2 separate regions of the Mus musculus genome follow, and region 1 is linked to region 2. The links are chromatin contacts, called in public promoter capture Hi-C maps. All regions are on one chromosome and are shown on one strand. Each heading gives the region's core, a stretch centred on a gene start, on an enhancer-like site or on the middle of the called end of the contact. The rest is flanking DNA. Distances are from core to core; before and after follow the strand shown.

Region 1 (6,097 bases), core at 991-3,490, 250 kb after region 2:
GCAGTGTATAATCATAAACCACGGGGCTTACGGCCCAGGGAACACAAATCTGGTGCTTTATTGAGCCTTTCATTAGTCGGCTTCCCATCACTAGACAAATCCCCAGCACTACAACTGAGAAGAAGGAGAGTTTTGACTGGGGTCAGAGTGTCCTTAAGTTTAGTCCCATGGTCACTTAGTCACCTTGTTTCGGTTAGTCATAAAGCAAGACCAGGAGTGTTTGGCGAGAAGCTGTTCTCCTGGAGCATCTGGGAAATAGAGGAACCAGCAATGTCACATATTCCCTTTGGTGGCCCATCCTCAGCCCCATAGCCTCCTCAGACTTGATGCCACTATTTCTGTTAGTACCAAGCCGAGGCCCAAGCCCTAAACACAGAAACTCCTGGGTGATGGCCAAGACAGAAACTAAGGCAGGATTTAGCGGAGAGAAACAAAACTAAAACGAAACAAACGAAACCAATGCCTGTCTGCAGATGCCGAGTCCAGTTCATCAGTGGATGATTCTATTTGACACCTAACATGTGACCCAAAGGCAGGCAGTTTAGATTGTCTTCATCATTCTCTTCTGCTCTAACCCCTGGTCTCTTTTGTCTGGATTCTATAGGAGCCTGCTTTGTGCGTGCTGTCAACTACCTGGGAGGATTCTCGACACAGCAGCCTGGGTGAGTCTTTAAAGATATGTCCAGTAATGTCCTTCTGCTCTGAACCCGCAGTGGCTTCCTGCCTCTTTCGGAATGTAAGCCAGAGCCCCAACAAGGGTCTTGTGGGCTGGCCCGGTCCCTTCCTTGTAGCCTTTGACTTCGTCTGATACTACCCACCTTGTTCATGCCCCACTGGCTACCCTTGCCAAATGCTGTCACTCCTGCCCCATTACGGGGCCTTTGCGAATTCTTTCATCGACTGAGTCACTTTCTTTACAATATCTTTAGATTGATGACCTAACCTCCTTAAAATGTTTGCCATGTGGGGGTCTTGTTTCACTTTCCTGTTTTAATATTACAGTCCTTGAGATTTGTAATCCTACCTTTAGGATATTCTGGTATCCATCCAGACCATTTTCTTATGTCTGCCGTCACTCCAGGATGAGATTCAATGAGAGCAAGGGAGGTTCATGTCCGTATCATCACAGTGGCATGAAGTGTGGGCCAAGCGTGCAGGAAACATTTGTTCCCAGATGTTACATAGTCATTTAGCGATGTCTTTTTGATTGGACTTGTGACTCCCTTGAGATGAATTGTCGGGAAATATCTTTATAGTCAGATATTGTCTTTGCTCAATCATTGTTGGTTAGTGGATAGAATCTGAAGTTTGAAATCACAGCCTTTGCTTCTATGGAGTCCCAGGAAGTTTCCTTACTGAGGAGACCATTTAAGAAATGTCAGAGGAAAAGCGGTATGATGTTGCATACCTGAAATCCCAGCGCAGGTTGTGGAGGCAGGAGGATTAGAAGTTTATTAGAAGTTTAAGGTCATCCTTAACTGCACTGCAGGTTTGAGGCCAGTTGGGGCTAGAAGAGACTATGATTTAAAACAAAATAAAAACAAACAAACAAATAAACAAACCTCAGAGTGTTAGATCTGAGCCAGCATGAGATATATAATGACAGTGTCTCTAAAGAAAAAAAATTCAAAACAAAAATGGGGCTAGAAATGACCAGGTGGACAATAGGAGAGTAACTTGGTTCAGTTAGCTCAGCTCCCCCTGTGCACGCTAGAATCCACACAGCAGTTTGGCATCTCTTTTATCATTATTATTATGGTGATTATTAATTGGATGCTCTTTCAAAATTTGGACTTTAAGCTTGCAGCTGATGCCTTAGGAGATTATGCTAACCAGGGTGCAGAAATTACTGGGGCTGACCGTAACTATTCATGGCCAATTAAGGAACAGTGTTGGCCAGAAACTGGGGGTGGGTGCAGCAGTGCATTGTGGGAGTTCTAGTTGCTGTGGTTCCTATGTTGGGCTTTAGCTGGCTCAGCCTCCTTCTGTAGCGGGGATGTTGCTCTTTCTACCTGGAGACACGTTTATAAACCGAAATAATGAACAACCATGAGGGATTTAACTTTGTGGAGAGAAAAGAGAGAACAAAGTCAAGAAATCACTTTTATTTGCAAAGCTTTGCGTGAGAGGCCTTCAGAAGGCCGCCTTTGTTTAGTTTTGGTATCAGTTTTCTTGCTTCCCCGGGGATGGAGATGGTTGTTGAAAAAATGCATGCAGAAAATCAGGCTGTGGGAGGGCAGAAATGAATTTTGGAATGTTTCCAAAGGATAGAATTCCCCCGAGAAGCCGGGTTACAGCACTGAAGGCCTGTCACAAAAGGGAGTGTCAGTCACAGAATATGCCTGCTGTCTCATTCCTGACATAACTAGTGGCCACTTGTGCGGGCTTATACTTTTACATGGAGTTTTAAAAAGTATTTCAGATGGAAGGGGAAATATCACACACACACACACACACACACACACACACACACACACATACACACTCTCTCACACACACACACACACACATGTGCAAGTGCACAATAGGGCAGGGTGTGGGTATGGGTATAAGAGAATAATGAAACAGCGGTTGGAAATGCCTTTTCTTAACCTTGGATTTTAAGGGTTGAACCGGTTCTGAGATCTTTAGGATCTCCCTAAGTGGTAAAAATCCTGTGCAGCCCTTGTTTTCAGATACAGTGACTGGGCATGCAGTGCTGCAAAGGAAAGATCAAATGAAATTGTGTTCTGGAGAACAAGGCTGCAGGTATGCACAGCCCGAGTTCCTGGCTCATGCGCACGCTGTCGGTTGGACGGTCGGTTGGGTCTTCAAGTAGACAGCACCAGTTCCAGCTCTCCCCACAAGCACCGGCTTTTCAGCTCTTACACGCCACGTGTTTGCACTCATTTTTGCCTCCTTCCTTCGTAAGTGGAGTATGGAATTTTGTGTCCAGGGTGGAAGCAGAAGTATTTCTCTGGTGATTTCAGCGATATGAAGCAGAAAATCCAAGTCACTGGGCTCTGAAAGTCTTTCTTTGTGTGTCCTTCATGACCTATCAGGAGTCTGGGAGAGACGAATGGTTTAAAATATTTTTTTCTCCAGAAAGGAAAGGGAGTTTTTGTTTGTTTGTTTTTTGTTTTTGATTAGGAAACCATATGGTCATATCCTGATTTTGTTTTTTTGAATGTCGGTTTTTGATAAGTGACCTAATTTAAAAAAAAATGTGGGTTTAGCGCTGAAAAGTGGCTCAGTGGTAAGGAGCATACACTGCTCTTGTAGAGGACCCCAGTGCTTCCGAGTGGGTCACAACTGTCTGTCATTCTCCTTCCAAGAGACACACCGTGCCCTTTTTGACCTCTGCCAGCATTGAAAATGTGTAAACCTGCCTAGACACACACACACACGCGCACGCGATTAGAAATGGAACAAAATAAAACCTTTCATAACATCGCTCTTCAATCCTTTCTAAATTCACAGTGGTCACTTTGGCTGGCTGAGGCAGGTTTCAGGTGTCTTCCCATCATCGGTCCTCCCACGCCCCCTTTGGTTGTTGTGTAGTGTTAGTACTTATCTGTTCCTATGGTTGTGAAAGGTCTTCCTTGGATGGAGAGAGGACACTTAGAAACTTCAGTCATTTTTGTATTCAGTCCCCATCTTACCTGTCATTTTCACTTCCCCACTCTCCACAGAGTGTTCAGCGTTTGGCTCTGAGCCAGCTACAGGGAGTGGCATAGGACGGAGCCCTCTCAGTATGGAGGCGGCACCAAATGGTCAGGGCTTTGTAGTAGGAAAACATCAATGCCAGGTCAGTTCTATCGGGTGCTCTCACATCGTGCTCTGAGGGTCCTGGTAGGAGCTTTGGCAAAACACTATCTCAACCAGTGCGTGAAGAGTGAACAAGGCTAGCCGTACGAATCCTGTTCAAGGTCAGGTTTGTGTTTGACTAAGAGATGGGGACTTTGGAGAAGAAACTCCACGTTGTAGAGGCCACACTTTATGCTGGGGTTGTTATTTCGGAGCCTACTGCTAATTTCAAACATCGGAAATTGAAGTTTGACTGTCAAAGTGTAGTGGGTGTTTCTGTTCACCAGCTTTTACGGTGCCACCTTGTGGCTACTGAGAACGAAGGGTTTAGTGCTGCCAAGGTCCAGCCCGCTGGAAAGCTGATGAACTTTGACATGCTGAGTCAGAGGAGGGGGTGGGGGGTGGGGGTGGGACCATGATTTTAGGTTCACAGCTCATGTGACCAAGCTCTGGAGAGTTTCAGAGCAGAAGTTCCAGGACCATTTGATGGGGTCGAAGGTAGTTGCAGATGCACAGCACACATGGGGCAGGAGTCAGGGAGTGAGGGGATGAGGTGGATGGTGAGTCTGTGGTCAGGTCAGCAAAGACACATGGGAATATTGAAATTGTAGAGGTCATTTGAGCAGATAATTTAATCATATGCAATTGTGAGCATAAAGTTTTGTGATGTCAGAGTGCTTGTGGGGTGTTTTTGTTTCAAAGGGCCCATTAGCCATCTTGGAAGAGAACATAAAATCCATGGTCTATCTAGCGAAGAGGCTGGATAAACTATTCAGCCTAGACTTGGGCTGTAACGCTGGGGAATAATTCGATTGGGACTTGAACTTTGGAGGTCTGTGTGAAGTATGAGGTAGGTGAAGTCCAGCCAGTTTCTTCATCTTGCTCCATTGAGAGCCTTGAAGGTGCTGATATGATAGATTTCAAGTGTGCGAGGTAACATTACTCTGAACTTTAGCTCTAGAAATGATCCTTACAGTTGGGCTGTTTGCATACTCAGGAATGGCACCCATTGCGTATTGCCATAGTAAGCTGCATAACAAGCAACCACAGAGCTTCAGGGGAAGGTAACAATCGGTGGGAAGTCACCGGGAGAGCTGGCTCAGTGGTTAAGAGGGCATAGCATCCTGCCCTGGCAGAGGATGGAAGGTTAGTTTCTGGTACTTACAGTAGGCAGCACACAACTGCCTATATCTCTAGTCCCACTGGATGTAAGGTCTGTGACCCCCCCCCTCCACATATAATTAAAAATAAAATTTAAAAAACTCTTTGCAAAATTTAAAAAAATTAGCTGGGCATAATGGTGCATGCCTTTAGTACCAGCATTCGGGAGGCAGAGGACATCTTGGTCTACAGAGCATGTTTCAGGGCATCAGGGCAAACTCTATTTTGAAAAACCAACACCAGAAACCAGATTGGATTTATTTATTTCATTTCGGCTGCAAGTGTTTTTCCGTGCACTTATGTATGTTGTATGCTCGTTCACCACGTGCCTGCCTGGTGCCCATGGGAGTGAGTCAGAAGGGGCTGAACCTCTTTGCACTGGAATTTTGGATGATTGTGACCCTCCATGCAGGTGCTGGCAACCAAACCCTATTCCTTTTAACTGTAAGTTCTTTTAACTGCTGAGCCATCTTTCCAGCCCTGAAAATTCCTTTTCCTTATTTTTTTTTAAATGTCCCCATTCTAAAAGTTTAGTGTTTCATCTGCTCTTCATCTGGGCTTTGCTGATTTCAGCTGACAGCAGTGCCTATAGCCTCCTGTGGACTGGGCAAACAGTTCTGTCCTCAGCTGGGTTGGCCTATGTGTCTATGTGTCTATGTTGTGAGTTAGGATGGCTTTAGCCAGTAAGACTGAGTGAGGTGACTTACTTCTGTAATGCGCGTCCTTCATCCTGGCATGTTTGCTTGGGTATGGCACAGGAGCAAGAATGGGAGTGGACGAGCTTGCTGCAAGAGGACTTCCAAAGCCTTCACTACTTTACATCATGGTTGCTGACATCCTCTTGGCCAAAGGCAGGTGTGGCCTGTGACAGTGGAGGTTACATGGCAGAGGGTATGGTCACAGGAAAGGAGAAGAATTGAGCTTGTTCTGCAGGCAGACCACCCTAGACTAAGAATTGCTGGATGAGATCACTGTCAACTGAGGGAGGAGTGAGGTCAGACATTTTTTTTTGTCTCTGCCATGACTGTAGATTGTAATTTTAATTCTGGTTAGCAGCCTCATAAACAGACATCTGGGCTGTGTCATGGAAGAGACGGTTGATCGGGATCTGTAAAGGGTTTTTGTTGTCTTTGTGTGGGGTCAGTCGAGT
Region 2 (6,608 bases), core at 431-2,930:
TTGTTTTCTATTGACAAATGATTGGCTATGTGATATTTTCATACCTATAAATAGTATGTAGATATGTCTAGTATTACATTCTATAAATAGTATATAACAATTGAATCCAAGCCCCATCATGTACCCCTCTCTTACATATGTCCATTCAACTTCTACTAAGCATTATTATATAGTCAAGAGGACTTTTCCTGTTACTTTCCACTCTATGAGAAAGAGCACACAGAACTTGTTTTCCTATGTTTGGCTTATTTAACTTAATGTCCTCTGCTTCCATTTTCACTTAAATAATAAAAATTATTTACGATGACTGCACAGTATTCCATTATATAGATATACCATGTTGTTATGCATTCGCTAATGGGCATCCTGATGAATTTCGCATCTGAGCTCCTATGACAGTGTTGTGGACAGTAAGCAGGGACATACAGACTTAGTACTTTGGTTTCATTGACTTTGAGTATATACCAGGAAGGGATTCAGGAGCAGCATGTGGTGGACCTATTTTAGGTTCTTAAGGAATCTCCGTAATGACTGTACACCATCACATTCTCCTCGGTAGTTTATCGGCTTCTTTTCCTTCAAATGCTTTCAAGCATTTGGGTTTTTGTTTGTTTGTTTGTTTGTTTGATTAATTGATTGATTGATTGACTGATTGACTGATTGATTTTTAAATTTGGAATTTTATAAATGAGTACTGTATTAGTATTGTTTCTCTTCCTCCTCTCTCCTGGTCTTCCCATCCCCTGATGCACACTCAAACCCATGGCTTCTTTGTCAGTTATTTTTGTTAAATGTATACATACTCGGAAATGTATAAACCCAATCTCAACAGCTCTTTTTACAGTGGGCAATGGTAACTGCAGTCTTTCAACACTGACCAAAGTGCAAAAAAAAATTTTTTTTGAGGTAATCTTGGCCTAGAGAATTTTCACAGAGTTGGCTGACGTAAGGGCACAAGTCAGTTCACTTACACAGCTCACCACCACCCCTGGCTGTCTCATCCAGGTTCTTACTGTTGCTCCATTTGGAGAAGCCTGGTATCTACTGTGTCCCAACCCACCCTTTCTTTTCAGATTGATGTTAATTAAGTCACTTTTTATGTCTTGTGAGAGGTAGTTTAAAATGATTGTGTTAGTTTATATACCTGTACAGTGTGAGACAAAATAATACAATTCGTTCAATTCATTTGCATGTTAGTCAGGCAATCATTGTGATTATGCTATGTAACAAACATTCAAATAACATCACAATGAGCATTAATATTGCAGTCACAGATCTAGAGGTCAACTAATATCTGTAGGGCTCAGTGGGAACTTTGCTTCTTCTCCCTTTATGTTTTTGACTGAAATTTATGGAGGAGCAGCAGAAGGCCACCAGCTGTTCCATTTATCCAATCACTCAGTCCTAGCCTAACTGGCCACGTTGAGTTAAAGCCTCCATTTACCTATCACTGGCTAGCAGTCCATAGTCAATCACAGAATCAAAAGGCTAGCAGGCCCACTGCACCCTCACCAGAAAGGAGAATGGGATGACTATTGCACCGAAACGATTTCCAGTTCCCATATCCAAAATGTGTGGTTTTCAAAGCTGGAGCCCTGTCTAAATAAACCCCTGAATAACAAGGTCTCTCTCCCAGGCTTTGCTGGCTCCCCATGGAGCTGCCCAGCTTTGAGATTTCGCCACAAGTGGCTTTTGGCCTGAACAAAGCACGTGATGGGTGGCAGCAGATGCCGAAGACTTGAACTCTCAGGACAAACGTTCTAATTTGGTAACAAAGCATTCCAGGAACAGCGTCACAACTTTAAAAATAAGCCTTTGCTCCGCACACGGCTGATGGCCTTCCTGAAGACATTCAAAATGCCTCAGTTAAGATGTTCATGTAATTAGTTTAGCAAGGAGCCAGGGCCATGTTGGTTTTCCATCTCCTTGCCTCTATTTCTGTGCAGACTATTCTGCATAGGGATGCAGGGATACACGCTAACATGTATAGTCAAACAACTCGGGCACCTAAACAAACGGCAGCCTAAAGTAAAATGTCTGCACATAGATGAGACCTTTGAGTGGCTTCTTTTTGTGAATATTCCTTTGTTTGCTCTCTGCTTCCTCCTAAGGAGAGAAATGCCAACCCCTGTCACAGTATTTCATTAAGGTGATGCCACAGGGCATCAAAGAGAAGAGGTGTCTATTGTGTTCTCATATGTCAGACTCCTGGTTAATTATACTGAAAGAAAGAAAGAAAGAAAGAAAGAAAGAAAGAAAGAGAGAGGGGGGGGGAAGGAAGGAAGAAGGAAAGAAGGAAGGAAGGAAGGAAGGAAGGAAGGAAGGAAGGAAGGAAGGAAGGAAGGAAGGAAGACTGAACAAAATAATCTTATTTTTAATCCAAGCCCGAGTCAGGGGGATGGGCATGGAGCCAGTACGTGTATATTACCCAATATTTTGTAGTAGATTTATATTTCCTACATGAGAAGCTTGAGAAATGGGCATCAGTCAGAAGTACGCAGACAGATAGCACAGCCTCTTTGGCTCCATGTAAACTGTATAACTGAAAGACAATCAGTTGCTTCATGCTCAGTCTTGGTATACAATCACATTACAAAGAAATGCAAGTTCCTTGGATTCACTAGGATATCAAAGGTAGAGATTATATTATTATTATTATTACATAAAATGATAACTCTGCAGTCCCATGAAGGGTGCAACAGTCTCAACTGGCCAGACCCCCAAAAGCTCCCAGGTACTGGACCACCAACCAAAGAATACACATGGAAGGACCCATGGCTCTGGCCGCATATGTGGCAGAGGATGGCCTCGTTGGACATCAGTGAGAGGAAAGGCCCTTGGGTCTGAGGGTGTTTGATGCCCCAGTGTAGGGGAATGCCAGGGAGGGAAGATGGGAGTTGTGGGTGGGTAGTAGAGTACCCTCATAGAGGCAGGGGGAGAGGGGATGGCATAGGGGGGTTTCTGAAGGGGAGACCTGGAAAGGGGAAAACATTTAAAATGTAAATGAAGAAAATATCCAATAAAAAATATATACAAAAAGATGATAACTCTGCTTGTTTGTCTTCTCACCCACTGCATTTATTTAACCAAACTGATTCATTCCACTGTTTCCCATCTGTTTCTCAAAAAAGTATTTAAAATATCTGGAATCCAGACAAATAAACAGAACACTCTCTGGAAGCTCGAGTCTGTGTCAGGATAATGTGTGCTGTGGCTGTGTTTCCAGGCGATGTCCTTATTCCTATCATTAACTCGCTCATTGGGTCCAGAGTTCCTCCAGTCAGGCAACTGGTGAAATCAATGTTCTGTGGTTAAGAAAACAACTGAGAATAGACATGGGCTCATATTGCAGTCCCATCATTTGACTACATTTTAAATGCTTAGATGAGCAACTTTGTGTTTATGGAACCACTTTCAATGAAATGTGAATACTAAGCCCTTTTTTACAACATTATTATCAGGATGAAATAATTGGATGCCATGAGTCTCGCTCAGCCTGTGCCCATTCAGAGAGTTGGATTAGAAAGGGTTTAAATTCCCTACATCATTTATGTCCTGTTCCGTAAAAACATATAAAGGCTCCTTGGCTGCTGTGGACTAAATGTTTCGTCTCTTCTCTTCTAAATCCATACGCTGAATCCATCTTATTCCTCATTGGAAAAAATCCAGATATGGGGTCTCTGGGAAGCATTATAGATGGTCTTGGTCTTTCACTTAACTGGATTAAGAGGTGTCTAGCACAGGTACAATGCACCTGTGTGTCTTTGGGGACACTTCCTGAGCCCAGTGACAGTGGGACAGTCACTTCAGGGAAAGAGCTGTACTGAGTACGCATGGCAACCTCCAGAGACGTGGAAGCATATGAACACTGGAGGAAGGCAGTGTGGGCATGCATGAGCCTGATTCCTTTCTGAACACATGCTTTAGGAGGCCCTACCATTATCTGCTAACACCAGGTGCTCGCTTCCTTGGCTCTTCAACATGGACTCTCACCAGTAACTAACTCTTCAGGAGTCTTTAGCACCCTTGGTGCTAGACTGGGATTCCTGAGGCAATCAGCTTCTTGGATTGGGCAGTTAGCTGGCCACCTCTCCAGAATGTACAGGCAGTCAATTGTTGTTGAGCTACCTGGTCCCCCTATTATGTAATCTAATAAATTAAGTCATTTTCTATTATACATATATATTCTCTCTGTCCTTCTAACAAACTCTGACTCATACTGGAGGCAATTAGGTTATAAGGGTGCAGCCTTCATAAGATTAACAAAGGCCTCTATCAGAGGAAGCATAGCTGAAGCTTGATTGGCTATGTGAATGAACAAGAAGATAACTATCTCACCTATCATCAAGAAAATGGACACCTACTAATTCTGGTAGAAATATACGGGAAAGGGAATTAGAACAGCTATTATACAAATTAGTATGGTGATTCCTCAAAACAATGGTTATAATGCTCATTAGAAATTAGGTCAGTATACCACAGAGATACTTGAATATCCATGTTCATTATAGCACTGTTCATAATAGGTAAGATATGGAGTCAGCCTCGATGCTCATAAATAAATGAATGAACAAAAAATATTTATATATAAACACAGATAAGCAATAAGATTACTTCTTATCTAAATGGTAACTGAAATAAGCAGACTCAGACAAAAATCACATGTGTCTTTCATATGCATGATACAACATATATATGTTGTGTGTTTATATACATATATACACACATATACACACATAACATATATACATACATATGTATGTATATCTATATATATTCATATGTAATCTGTAGAAAAATATGGGACTGGTTTTGATAGAAAAGGACCAGCAGAGAAATAAGAGAAACAAGTAAGTAATGGGAACAAATACGATCAAAAAAACATATGTGTATATATGAGAGTGTCATAATGAAAACAACACTGAGAATGATGAATGTATGTTAATTACTAAATCATTTTAAAGGTGGCAGCCATCTGAACACTGAGAAGATGGTCATTACCAGACATCAGTTGAGCTGGCACCTTGGTCTGAGCCTTTCTATCTCAAGATCTGTAAAAAATATGTCTGATTTGAAGTCCTCTAGTATGTTCGTCACAAAGCCTGAGCATACAGTGCTGGTCCACTGAGGGGTCTTTGAAGAATGTAATTTCTATAGGTTGTACATTAAGCACTAGAGAGCTTGTTCCCTGTACAACAAGGACAAGCAGTTTGAAACATGGAACACAAGACAGAATGCCTCTCATCATTTGCTCCCAGGCAAAAATGGAAAGCAGCTAGGTAGCTGCTCTCTGGTCCCTTTGACTCTCCCCATTGTTCCTTTCATAGGTTTTCCCTATTGATAGTCTTTACACACTTAATTGAGCTTCATCTTGTTGCTGCCTACATTCATTAACTATCTAAACAGGACTCAAAATGCCTGGTCCCCTGAGAACATTCAGCAAGTTGTCTGAAGAGCCAATTAAGTCATCATTACCTAATAGGGTGCCAAATCCGAGATGAGGTCTTTAGGACTGCTGCCTAGCTGGTGCAGTCAGCAGCCTTCATTGGGAGAGCAATGGACGATGAAACGAGGCCCAGGCCATGACTCCAGGCCTACAGCTCTGCAGAGGTGTCTTCTTTATAGCTCCACTGCCTGGAAGACAGGCACTGGACTGTCTAGGATTGAACTCTCCAGAAGGGAATTGAGCTGTCCAGCATCCCACAGCATTGTATTATATTTTATTCTATTGTAAGATCTCCAGAAAGTTTTATATGTGCTGGCAGGAGTACTGGGGAGTTTCATAACCTGCTAGTTGTGGAACTGAGAAAACTTATTTGGGAAAATATTTCAGTGTAAAGATGTTATCATGTAGCCAATATTCATAACTATCTTTAAATTTTTTCATGTAAGGCTCTACTACCCATGGAAACGAAATGCTTACTATTGTCCATGTTTCTAAAGAACAAATATCTTGACAGGCCTTGGAAAAATAGAAAGAATGCTGCATTATTTAAAACCAGTGAAAGTTAATGTTAATGGGACAGAAAATCCAGACGTTTGTAAGGAACCTAGGTTTTTTATTTACTCACTTGAGCTATTTAGAGGAGGTCCAGTTTCTTCTTGCTGTTAGATATTCTTCATTATTAGACAACGCCATCTGTCAGATTCATATGCTCACCAGGACAAGAATTCTTTCTCACTTTGAACCTGTAATGTTGACAGTTTCAATAATGTGTTTGCAAACTGAGATGTCTTCTCATGCTTAATAATGAGTCATCTGTCTTCCTTCCATATGGAAAGGAATTCAGGAGTGATAATTTATCAAATATGCCATATGGATTAGAAATTTTTATCTCTTGTAATTGACCCTGGGTCCTCATCTTATATCCAGAGTGGGGTGAAATATTTGATATTTTTCCCCAATGCCTGAGATACAATGTATCCTCAATAATTCTTATTAACCTAATACGTGAATTAAAAAAAAAAAAAGCTATACCAATAAATTGTATTTGTTTCCAAACCTCTGTAAAACTTGTTCTGTATTAGAGGTAAGTTTCATTAAGGCAGAATTATCATGTAGAATAAGGTTTAGTACAATCTGTACATTTATAAATAATAAATAAATA

The links. Capture Hi-C pulls out chosen DNA fragments and counts their contacts.
Region 1: a promoter capture Hi-C map of adipose tissue shows a contact between it and region 2. The contact joins two enhancer-like sites.

What each region holds. Positions count from the first base shown.
Region 1 is chr2:135,741,226-135,747,322 of GRCm38.p6, forward strand. It overlaps Plcb4 (phospholipase C, beta 4), which reads left to right. Exons shown (of 39, transcript NM_001355153.1): 2 at 605-662. Among named protein-coding and RNA genes, the nearest start is that of Gm14210, 69 kb to the right of the region's middle. Within about 2 kb of position 2,241, at least 44 of the 459 cell types and tissues checked have an H3K27ac peak or open chromatin away from gene starts, as enhancers often do. A contact at or near this core is called in adipose tissue, where this site is marked.
Region 2 is chr2:135,491,266-135,497,873 of GRCm38.p6, forward strand. No RefSeq gene overlaps it. Among named protein-coding and RNA genes, the nearest start is that of Gm31993, 47 kb to the right of the region's middle. Within about 2 kb of position 1,681, at least 7 of the 459 cell types and tissues checked have an H3K27ac peak or open chromatin away from gene starts, as enhancers often do. A contact at or near this core is called in adipose tissue, where this site is marked.